Linked DNA regions of Gossypium hirsutum: region 1 is linked to region 2. Evidence: chromatin contacts called from public Hi-C data. All regions are on one chromosome and are shown on one strand. Each heading gives the region's core, a stretch centred on a gene start, on an enhancer-like site or on the middle of the called end of the contact. The rest is flanking DNA. Distances are from core to core; before and after follow the strand shown.

Evidence for each region. Hi-C and Micro-C count contacts between places; a contact is called where the count stands out from the background.
Region 1: a Hi-C map of leaf shows a contact between it and region 2, with 1.6 times the contacts expected there. The contact joins the enhancer-like site here to the promoter of LOC107928217 in region 2. A contact is called at or near these places in 2 of 34 Hi-C or Micro-C datasets (both in leaf).

The regions. Positions count from the first base shown.
Region 1 is chrD01:62,831,675-62,838,177 of Gossypium_hirsutum_v2.1, forward strand. No RefSeq gene overlaps it. Among protein-coding and RNA genes, the nearest start is that of LOC107928178, 4.1 kb to the left of the region's middle. Within about 2 kb of position 4,612, at least 8 of the 9 cell types and tissues checked have an H3K27ac peak or open chromatin away from gene starts, as enhancers often do. A contact at or near this core is called in leaf, where this site is marked.
Region 2 is chrD01:62,576,318-62,582,327 of Gossypium_hirsutum_v2.1, forward strand. It overlaps LOC107928217 (protein YIPF5 homolog), which reads right to left and starts at 3,891. Exons shown (of 1, transcript XM_016859404.2): 1 at 2,817-3,891. The coding sequence starts at 3,811. The coding sequence ends at 3,050.

The sequences.
Region 1 (6,503 bases), core at 3,362-5,861, 260 kb after region 2:
GACGCATTTTCACACACTCTCTCAAAATCGGCCTATTCCCCTAAATCTTGAAAAAAATAACTTATTTGACCAATTAAAAGAAATCGACATATATTGCCTATTTAGCTAATAAGGGCATAGGAAGGGCAAATCAAGCTATTGGTTTAGCTTAAAAAATTTGGTGTGGATTAAATTTGATTAGTGTTAGATTCATAGTCGGATTTATGTATTTGTATTTGTAAAAAATTCTTGATTTTTTTGTTGTTTTAATTTTAGCTTAGTTAATATTGTTGTTATTGCAATAAATAAAAGGTGAAAAAACCTTTTCATTTCTTTTCAATTTGGAAATTGAGTAAATTAGTCTCTTTAAAAAAAATTGGAGCAATTTAATCCTTGTCAATTTCGAAAATGAGCAACTAAAGACAATTAATCACGACGTTAATGACTTCAATCAATTATACATAATTTTGATTGATATGATAACAAGTTTAGCCTTCAATGTTTATATATTGTCATTTTCGCCTTAATTCTAAAAAAAATGACAACTTTAGCCTATACATGTACACATTTGCAGAAATGTTGTTGGATAAATTTGTTAAATTGGGATCGAATTGACAAAATGTAGAAACTTTGAGAGCTAAATTTATTATTATACTAATCAAAATAATGTACAAATAGTGGAAAACATTAACATAGTGATTAATTGTCTTTAGTTGCTCATTTTAGAAATTGTCAAGTATTAAATTGCTTTGATTTTTTTTGTAGAGGGACCAATTTGCTCAATTTCCAAATTGAGAGAAACTATAGAAGTCTTTTTACCTAAACAAAAGGGCGTAGGTTTAACTTTGTTTAAATCAAGGGCAAAGGGAGGTGCAGGTAAGCACTTTGGCCCCTTAAAATGAAACACTTTGCTTTTAGCCCTTGAAAATTTATAAAATTTTAAATTAATATATAAATGGTAAAATTATATTTTGACTCCAAAAATGAAAAAAGTTTAATTTAGTCAGTCTAGAAATTATAAATATACATATTAGTAGAATGAAAATATTGTTTTTTAGGTCTCACAAAAATATGTAACTCAATCTCAGCCCCCTAGAAAAAATTTAGGGCTTCACCCCTAGTTTAAATGTTTTTTATTTATTTAAGGGTCTTAAAAAGGATGGTGGTAGATATAATACCCAATTTTAACCCGGGCTCACAAAAAAATAGTAAACCCAAAATAGTAAAACAAAGTCTAAGTTCAGTACAAAATTATATCGTTTGGCCCGATCAGAATAGCCCATTACTTGAAAAGGTTGAAGGTCCATCTACAAGCTTATGGGAACATAATCTTCAAGGATATGCAATCTTAGAAGATATGATTTTGTAATCTTAGGGATTTAATTTGTAGATACCATTTAATCTTAGCTGTTGATGTAATTGATCTGTACCGTTAGATTTGGGGAGGCTCAACTATAAATAGAGGCCTCTCCCTTCATTGTAGTAGGGGAAGTTGGGAGTAATAATAATTCTTAAGAGTATTCACTCAAATTTTTCTTTCTCTTGCGTTCTTATTTTCTGTGGCTTGTTCTTATTTTGTTGATTTGTGTATAATTTATTGATTGATTTGTATATTGTTGATTTCAAATCTCTTTTTCCCTTATTATTCATTTTCAAATTCATTATTTTTATAATTTGTATAGTTATGTTATAACTTACATGTGTACATATATATTTATAATTTTAATACATATTTTGTAATTTATATATATTTATATTTTTCTTATGTTTGTAAGTGTATTATATATATTTTTTAATTCATATTTATGTATATATAAGTTCGTATGGATATATTTATTATTTATGTACATGCGTATATAATTTTTTAAACAAAATATCTTTTTTATATTTATATATATATACGTATATTTTTTTTTTTAAATGCTCAAATGTATATATATATTTTTACACATATTTTATAATATATATGTCGAAACCACTTTTAAATTTTGTAAAATGGGAATCGACTTTGAAAATGAAAATAGGAGTCGCCACCGATATTTTATTAAGGTGTGATCGGTTCACCATTAAAAATAAATTTTAGGTCTGCGAGATTTGAGAAAATAGGTTCGGGAGTCGGTTACGCATGAGGAAGGGTTAGCACCCTCATAACGCCCAAAATTGGTACCGAATCGATTGTTTAATGTCTTAGTGTCAAAACTTTGAAAAGATTTTAAAATACGATCCTTTGAAAAGAAAATTTGAGTAAAATGAATTGGACGATGAGATTCACTTATTTCAAAGAAATAAATCGTCACACTCAGTAAGTTAGAGTGCAACATTTTAAATCCTCAAAATTAAATTCATCTCTTGACTTTTAAAACCTATGCATTTTGAGAAGGATATCTGATTATTTGAGTCAAACGGCAAATTAAAACCTAATAAGTTAGGGCCCGAAATTCTTAAACATCAAATATTGTCTTTATTTTAAAATCGAGATAACAAAATGTCATATCCAGTAAGTTAGGATCCGACATCTTGAAATCTCAAAAAATTTATTTTGAAATTGTATGGTTTTAACAAAATAAGTACTTGGCCATCTAATTTCATGGAAAAGAATTGAAACCCAGTAAGTTAGGGCACAATCCAATCGAAAACGATGAACACCAAGCCTTTCTTTGGAAGATTATGAAATAACATGATTGTAGTGCTTTAATAAAATACAATTTTTACAAATGAAACCCGATTGAATAGCAATACATAATGTAAAAGATACAATTCATAATCTAGATACATATTGAGGAAAAATAAACAAAGAATAAATTCAAACAAAAATGGCTACAACAATTTTTATCATATTATGCAAATATCAATCCTAATTGTCAAATATCAAATGAATTAAATACAACAACATTTATTAATAACAACATTATTAAGTTGAAACGTTTACACATGAACTCAAAATAGACTTGAAACAAAAGAATAACATTATGGAATAATAATACGTAAAATAAATTTGAAACAAGCAATACATTTATTAATTTACCTCAAATAACACATAGAAAATAACCATGCCAAAGTTTTAATACATATATGATTTAAAAAAATAATCACCTAGATAGGTTTTGAAAGAAGTAAATTATATATAACTAAAATTGACTTAAAGTACATATCTAGATATAAAAATACTTAAAATTTATAATCATAATAATATCAAACATCAAAATAATAATATATATATTTTTAAAATAATTTAATAGCACATATAGTAGCATTCAAAACATTATATCAAAAGAAAATTAAGTTATAACACAAAATGAGTTACTAAAATATGTTCAAAGTATGTCAAATTATTATAAAAAAAAAAACATTTTTACATATAGATAATGAAACATATAATGATATAAAGTTTAAAAATAAAAAGGATAAATTTTAAAACAATGTTAATAAACTCTAAACATGTTAATAATAATTTTAAATAATGATGTGTTGTACCTTAAAATTAAAATTAAAATATTTGAAAACAATGTTAATCCTAATATTTAAAATTTATTAAAATTAAAAATATTAAAAAAATACTAAGTTAATTTTACATTATGTTATATATAAAAAAACTAAATTTGAATGAAATTTTCTTTAATATATTCACTATAAGAGCCAATAATATTTATGAAATTTAACAAAACATTATGACTAATGGGAAATAAAAATAAAATAAAAAATGATTAAATCGAAAATACAACCCTTAGAAGACTAAATTTGCAATCAATCGAAAGCATAAGGACTGATACAACAATTAAATGCAAAAATTCAAGAATTCAAATTCAAGTAATGAAAACGTTGCCGTTTAGCAATGAACCAAATTGAAACCAGAGTGAACTATACAGTATGAATCGAAAAACTGCAGAAAATCAAATTAGAACAATACAAAACAAAGGAGGACTGATTGCGCAAATAGACCATCGAGTAAAAATGCGCGGATCCTTCCCTCGGGCTTGAGTCACCGCGCGGGTCAGGCCGATTCGACACCGTTTTGGAACCATGGGATAAGGCTCAAACGGTGTCGTTTCAGAAATCCTATTCAAACTAAAAAACCTAATTGATCTTTAGCCATTCTTAAACTAAATCAAAGCCTTAGCCGCAGCAATATGGAAGATAAAACGCCCTAAGGCTCTCCCCTCCATCTTTCGTCGTTTCAAATCCCAGATTCCCCGTCCAATCCGATCGGAACAGAGTAGACGAGGATTCCTACGGCGTGATATCACAAGTAAGATCCTTCTCTTTTTCTTTTTGTATAGCAAATAGAAAGAAGCAAAGAAAAATAATAGAGAAACGCAGAAGAAAAAAAAAACAAAAATGGTGAATCACCTTCTCAAAACTCAAAAAACTTTGTTTTTGATTCTTTCTATTGATATTATGTGATCGTATGCGTGGGTTTCCCCCTTCAAATACAGAAAAATGGCTTTTTATATAGCCTGATCCAAAAGAAGAAAAAAAAATCAAAATACATCCTTTTTCTGTCCTCTTTGCTATTTTTTCGTTTTTGTCTGCTGCTTTGTTCGTTTTGTTTGTTGCAGGAGTACAGAGCAGTGGACGTGGAGGCTCACGTGGATTTGGTGCGGAGGCACTACACGCGCGCAGGCGCAACAAGTGCGAGGAGGAGGCCTGGCTCTGCTGCGGCGCTAGAGGTTCTAGGTTTCCCTGCTGCTGATTCTCTCTGTTTTGGGCTGCGGGTATTTGGGCTTGATTTTGGGCTAGTAATTTGGGTTTAGGTTTACTATTTGGGTTAAGGACTGAATTGGGCTTTGAGTCTGTAAATGGACATTTATTTATTTTTTTGGGTTTTTGGTTTGATTTTAATATTTATAAAAACTAGGCTGTTAATTGTGGATGTTTTAATTTAATTTATTTTTTGGTATTTATTGGGCCGGGCAAAATGGGTTATTACAATATATGTTTATATATTTCTTTTTATAAATGCATTATATTTTTTATGAATCTTATAATCTATATCTTCATGTAAATCCATGTGTTTTTTTTCTTCATAATTTCAACATACATATTATATACACATTTTATTTTTTATTTTATAATTTTGTTTATTTCTTTCACTCGTTTATTTATTTGTGCTTTCATTTATATTCTAAAGGATGTTTTTTTATTTATTTTTGTTCATTTACTTGATATTTCGTATGTCATTGTTTTATTATTTATATTATTTCTCTACAATTGTTGTATTTGTTATTGCGACATTTATACATACATTCAATATAACATCACATCATCTTTTTACTCGAATTTAAAAATAGAAAATTTTCAAAATAGAGATAATACTCGTATTTAGGATTTTCAAGGAAATTGAGCCCTAATGTATTGGGTTCCAATTTTCTTCGTAAAATCTAACAATCGAGAATTTCTCTTTAATCAAACAAAATAAAGCTTATCATCAGGAATTCAACATATTGTGTCCTAATGTATTGGATGTGACGCGTTGATTTCTCAAGATAAAGATTTTTCTAAAAAATAATAAAGGAAATATTCGATGCTTAGAATTTTGAGAAATTGTGCCCTAATGTATTGGGCCGCGATTTCTTTATAAATCTTAAACAAATGAATATTCTTGTAAATTTTATTACACAAGTATTTTGGACAAACTCATTTTTGGAGAAGTAGAATGTCGTGCCCTAACGCATTGGGTGTGACATTTTCTTTTTCCGAAATAAGAAAAGTCTAAATAAGTAACGCATTTTTAAAGTTTCTACTAAGGATCATATTTTTTTAACTCTCGAAATTAAGACACTAATTAATCAACTAGGTACCAATTTTTGGGCGTAACGAGGGTGCTAATCCTTCCTCGTATGTAACCGGCTCCCGGATCCGTTTTTCTAAAACTCGTAGACAAAAGCCGTTTTTAGGTGATCCAATCACACCTCAATAAAAGATTGGTGGCGACTCCCAATTTTTCATTTTTTTAAATCGACAACTAATTTTTGTTTTTTTAAAATAAAAATGGTTTCGACAGTAGAAGTAGACCTCATATAAAAAATTTCTTAATATCTTTATATTTTAAAAATTATAAAAGAATTCTTTTAATTTTAAAATTTTCTAATATAATTATTTTTATTCATATACCTCTAATATGATATTTCTTATTTTAGTGTGCAAGGCAATGAGGAGATAGTAATCGAAGAGATAATGAGAATTGGAGGGCAACAATAGGGAGCTATCGAAGGCAGAGGGAAGAGGAATTCGGGATACTGGTGAGTGGTTGGTTAATTGGATTTTCCTTTATTTATTTAGTTTGATTGGAAACATGAGAATTGTCTCCTGGAATATCAGAGGGTTGGGGTTGGTAGCTAAAATAGAAGCTGTCAATTGACTAGTGAGAAAGATTAGGGCAAATGTATGCTTCCTTCAAGAAACTAACTAAGTTAGAAATGGTGTTAGTGGATTTAGTTAGAAAAATTTAAGGCAATAACTCTGTTTTGAATTTACATCTGTAGCTGCAATAGAAAGGTTAGGAAGATTGATAACAATATGGGATA
Region 2 (6,010 bases), core at 2,641-5,140:
CTTTAGATGGTTTAATGGAATTGGATCCAACTTGAAATAAATAATTTTTAATTTAAAATATTTTAATAGAGTTAATTAATAAATTTAATCATTACGAAGATTATTATTGTCATCAATTATACTGATTATCAATATTTTTAACTCTTATTTTTTAATCGTATAATATTGTTTTAAAATAATAAAACTTGTCAAAGTGAAGTGATGGGCTTGAGAAGTAGAGGCAGCCAACTGCTACAACACAAGATATTGAAATTTTTTTTAATCGAAAAGGGAAAGGAAACAATTAGAAAATAGAAAGCAACATTTAAGAAACCCAACTGTCTCAACAACCAAACACAAAAACAGCATTTCTTTGTTTAGTTCAATGGTAGTTGTGTTTTTAAGGAAAATTAAAGGAATACAAACAATTAATTATAATTTTATTTTATTATTAAATCTTTTTTAAGACTAGAATTAGTCCTTCATGGTCTTATTGGCCAACCAACAAAATCAACAATCATATAATTTTATACCCCGTACATGCTTTTAATTCAATAAAATCTTGAAAAAGACTTTAGCTTCAGCTTGGGCATGCCCCATACATGCTCTAGGACCCTTGGTGCTTAAAAAGTATTGAATATTAAACCTATATATCACCTATAGTTAAAGCATGAAAGGGATTATTTCCCTTGTGCAAATTGAAATAGTAATACATATTTACACATCCCACCAACAATAAGAATGCAGGTAAAAGAAAAGGGTAAATTTGCAGCTTGCAGATGTAATCTACGCATATAGCAGTTTTGAAGGGCACTATTAGAACTAGAAGTTATGCTATTAAGTTCCATGCCTACTATAGAAACCTGCAGTCCTACCTACGCGCTCTTAAAATTCTATACTTAAAGCATGTAATATATCCAAGATTGAAAACCTGTGAAAGTATTGTGACAACATTAAGCACTAATGCCCGGAGTAAAGACCCTTTGAACTAAAAGTTATGCTTTTCGGGCCCATGCCTACCATAGAAACCTGCATGTCTTGCGTATGTACTCTGAGAATTCAATACTTAAAAGGAGTCATACAAAGTATTCCAAGATTCAGAACTTATGAATGCAACGTGACAAGATCCCATGTTAGAAACGAGCAAGATATATGAGGTTTAACGAAGAAAACAGCAACAATCAAGAGAATTAGGTTTGTAAAACTAGTTAGAAAAAAGTCGGGACAGCATATATATACATACATATATAAAAGACTTTCTTGCAAGCGAAGTTACTAGACTTTCCTGCAAATAAAATTTTATTTTTAACCCTAAACCCTGAAGAAAACTAATAATCTTTGCTGTCTAAAATGAATCTGTAGGTAACTCAATCACATAAGAATTAGAGCTTACTAAATTTGTAGGGAACTCAATCACACAAGTCAGAAACATTAAAAACTGGACTGATATGCAAATCTGTTGGCAACTCAATCACATAAGCATTAGAGTTTATTTTCTTTAACATCGTACATGACCTAAACTTCTTTGGCTTCAATTTGTGATGATTTCCCTAAAACTGAACTTAATTTATATTTAGCCTCATGATGTAAATACAAGCACTAATGCACAGAGTCTATATTATAAAATGATACCTCCAATTCTTGGCTTCAAGTTTAAAAGCCTACTAAACTTCCACACCAAAAAACTGATCTAAATTTATATTTAGCCTGTAAAACCGTAAAAAGAGATAAAAATCATCATTATTCTCAAGAGAATCAAGGACCCAAAGTGAAAAACAATTTTTCCTCAGGCCCAAAGAGATGTTTTCTCCTTATTGCCTTAATATGCTTTGCCAGGACGAGTAAATAGTTTTATTGAAGAGAAGGGCTAACACCAAGGATCTCTCAGAACCCACCTCCAACAATATAGTACTTGATAAAACAGAATGATCAGAGTAACTTGATCATGAATTATATCTAATATTGATGCAAATAGATAACAATGAAGAAGGTAAAATCCTATTTCAAGCCCTCAAACAAGTTTATCTTCTATCTTATGCGGACCCACGATTCAGGTACGTGTTTCTACTCAATAAAATGATCCATTGGATAGCTTGATGATGAATTAAATCTAATAGTCAAGCGAACAGATCACAATGAAGAAGGAAAAAGCCTATTTCAAGTCCTCAAACAAGTTTATCTTCTTCTATCTTAGGTGGACTCTTGATTAGGATACATAATTGTACTCAATAAAACAAAATCATCTGACTAGCTTGATCATTAATGAAATCAAATATTCATGCAAATAGGTGACGATGAAGAAGGTAAAATCCCATTTCAAGCCCTCAAACAAGTTTATCTTATCTTATGTGGACCCATGATTCAAGTCCGTGTTTCTACTCAATAAAACAGAACCATCTGGATAGCTTGATAATGAATTAAATCTAATAGTCATGCAGAGAGATGACAATGAAGAAGGAAAAAGCCTATTTCAAGTCCTCAAACAACTACCTTAAGTGGATTTGTGATTAGGGTACATGTTTGTACTCGATAAAACAGAACCATCCAAATAGCTAGATCATGAATAAAATCAAATATTCATGCAAATAGGTGATGATGAAGAAGGTAAATTCCCATTTCATGTCCTCAAACAAGTTTATCTTCTTCTATCTTACTCAGGCTCAGGATTCGGGTAGCTTGATAAATCCAAAATTCACGAAACGAATAATAATGAAGAAGGTAAAAGCCTTATTCAAGTCCTCAAACAAGTTTATATTTTTCTATATTAGTCGGACTTGGGATTCGGGTTCATGTCAAACACAAATATGCTCAATAATTTTTTTCTAAAAAACTTAGGATACATTTGAAAGATCATATAGATATCCATGTCAAGTGAAAAAGAGCTCAATACATACCGAGTAATAACTTTGAGCTAGAAAAGGCAAATTTCTATGAAATTTCAGTCCAGTTCAACATTGTAGATATCAAAATTCAACCAAAAAAAAAAAGAAAAGAAAACCTCTTTAGAATACATAGCAATTAGTATCCACTAAAATAACCTAACCCTAGATACAAGCACATTGTGCTTCAATTAAAATATAACAAGAAGCGAAAACAAAGTGTAGATCAAGAAACAAGCGTACGATATAAGGCCGCGATGTTCTTCACCTCCATCAGCAAGTGCCACCATTAAATTGGTGCAAGCCCTAGTGGCCCAAACAACGAAAACCCCAGCCACAGCGTACCTAGCAACGCTCGTCCCCTGGGGAATAAAAAGCGATGCTGCCGAGAAGATCACCACCGGCAACATACAATAACCAACCACGCTCGTACACGTATGAAGATCTAGGTTGCCGTTGCGACCCGCTAACATATTGAAAACGACATAGAGGAAAATCGAGGAGACGACGATCCAGCCAAGGATGACGCCGAATTGGATCTTGCCAGCGAGGAGTTGGAATAAGCAGAGGGATAAGTAGAGAAAGATAGGGCCTGATAAGTCGGAGTCTTTATGGGCCGTCGAGTTCACCCGGAGAGGGTTGAGGATGGATCTGGTTTTGTACCAGATTTGATCCGGGTGGATACCGAGTTCATCGAGAAGGGGCTCTTCGTCTTCGAATGAAGCGGATCCGGTTGCTGCGGAGGAGGAGATTGAACCGCCTAAGGATACCGACGACGATGTGGCCGAACCCATATCGAAAGACATGAAGGGTAAAGCGGAAGAGGAGGAAGGAGGGCGTGAGGGTTGGAATGGAGCAGTGGGTACGCGGCGTTGGTTGATGTTTCCAACGGAAGGGTTGACTCCGCTGCCGGAGGGGAAGACCACCGGCGGCACCGTGAATTCTTTCGCCATTTCTTGTTAAAGCTACAGAGACTTGTTTTGTGAGTATCTAGAAATTACTATATTTTTTCCGTGGAATCTTTTCGTGTTTCCAAGTTTTAAGCTTCTTAATGGATTTTATTGGGCGCTGATTAGACCCGGCCCGGCCTGCCGGGTTTTCGGGAATTTAATAAACATTTTTATTAAATTTTAATTATAAAAACATATTAAATATGAAAAAATATTTGCTACACCACGAGTAAAGTTTTTAGACTCGATAAGTAGTGCTAGAGGGTGAGCGTACATTGTCAATGTACCAAATGAGATATTACTATTCTATTTTTTTATATTATTCATATTCGTTTTACAGTTTATATTCAAGATTCGTGACTGCCCCTCCCAATAATTTCATCTCTAGGGGTGAATATTTGATTGAATTAAATGAAAAATTTTCGAGTTAATTGAGTTGATAAGTGAAAAGAAGTTCCTAAACCCTTAATTTATTCATGAAAAGCTTATACTTGTTATCAAGAGCAACAAGGTCGTTGTAGTATAGTGGTAAGTATTCCCGCCTGTCACGCGGGTGACCCGGGTTCTATCCATGGCAACGGCGAATATTTTTTCAATTTGAAAGCTCGATTTCTGAGAAAGAGCGATGAAGAAGCTGTACTTTCAAATTATGTCTGATTAATACTTCTTGGGTATCGTCTCCATTTTCAAATCTATTCATGAAGATAGTTGAGTTGTTAGTCCAGAATATAGTGTTCTATGATAATTTAATGAAACTCACTAGTAACTCGTAGTGATTCTGAACCATTAAGTTTGTTTTTTCCCCCTGTAAACTATCAACATTAATGGATCCATTATCCAATTAAAGAGAGAACAATGATAATACTATATGACAAAGATGATGGAAATAGGAAGAACTTGGGTCCATGTCTGGGGTCTTGATGTCTATATATCCTGCAGAATCAGGGTTCGCCATTGTTATAATAGGAAGAACTTGGGTTAGAATTGAAGCTGAGGTTGAGGTGGTCAGTAATGGTAATGGCTGAATTTTTTGGCTTAGAGTAGGTGGGGTTGGAGAATTTTTGGTTAAGCTCAGATAATAGGGCTTGATTCTCCTCGTTGAGAAGCTTTGCTTTCTTCCTCAACCTCTCATTCTCTTTCAGTATGTAACAGTTCTTTATGTATAGCTCTAAGTTTAGCTTTTCCATGACTATCAAAACTTCCTTCAACTTGCCTGTAATGGTCCCCCGAAACCCAGTTAAAAAACCAATGGGGTATTAGGATAAAAGAAACCACTGTAATTGACACAAATTATATGCATGGCATTAAAGATCACTAATTGAACAGAAACTTACACTATAAAACTGGTTATCTTATTAGTGGAGAAACAAGCAGGTGGATGATGGCAAGTGATACTTGTTTTGTGAGTAATATTTTGTAGGAGCAACCCTGTATGGTCTATATATAGGGGATTATAATTAGGGCAATAGCTGTCCAAGACTCTTTCGGCTGGCCTATACATGAAAGAAAGGGATAAAGGTTATTACAAGGTCGACTGCAGATTGAACATGTTGGTTGCTACTACATGTGCTTATGTTATTCTTAGACATAGATTTGTTCTTTTTAGCTGTATTCAAGTAGAATGATGGTTCCAGTTGGTATAAAAGAAGGGGCCGAAAGTAAAAAACAGATAAAGAAGATAAGTTCAGACATGGAGAAAGACAGGGGGGTGGGGGGGCTTAAAAACAAAGAATAAAGGAGAAGCCTTTAGAAACTAATTCAAATACATTCAATAGTAAAGAGACTAATTTAATTTGATCCCATAATCTTTATAACGAAAATATAAAAATATAACCTTTTTCGCAAATAATGGAAAATAAAATAAAATAATTTTTACCTTTATATGGATTTAAACTAATACTAAAGATTTGATATTTAAATAGGTTTGTGTGTATTAAAACCTTATTTGCCCTTGTATATGAAGTTTCTCTTCCTGTCTAGATGGACATTTGAATAGCAGCCTAGACATGCTTTCAGAATAGTTTAATTGTAATATAAAGTTGACATTTTTTATTTTAATTTTCATAATGTGTTAAATTATCAACCAATGATCTTCAGGCTGTGTTTTATCCCTTCCTAATTGATGGTGTTGGAATTGGGGTAAAGAATGGCAGAAAGGATTGACAATCTCATCTAGTGCAAATGATCTCAGGCTGATGATCC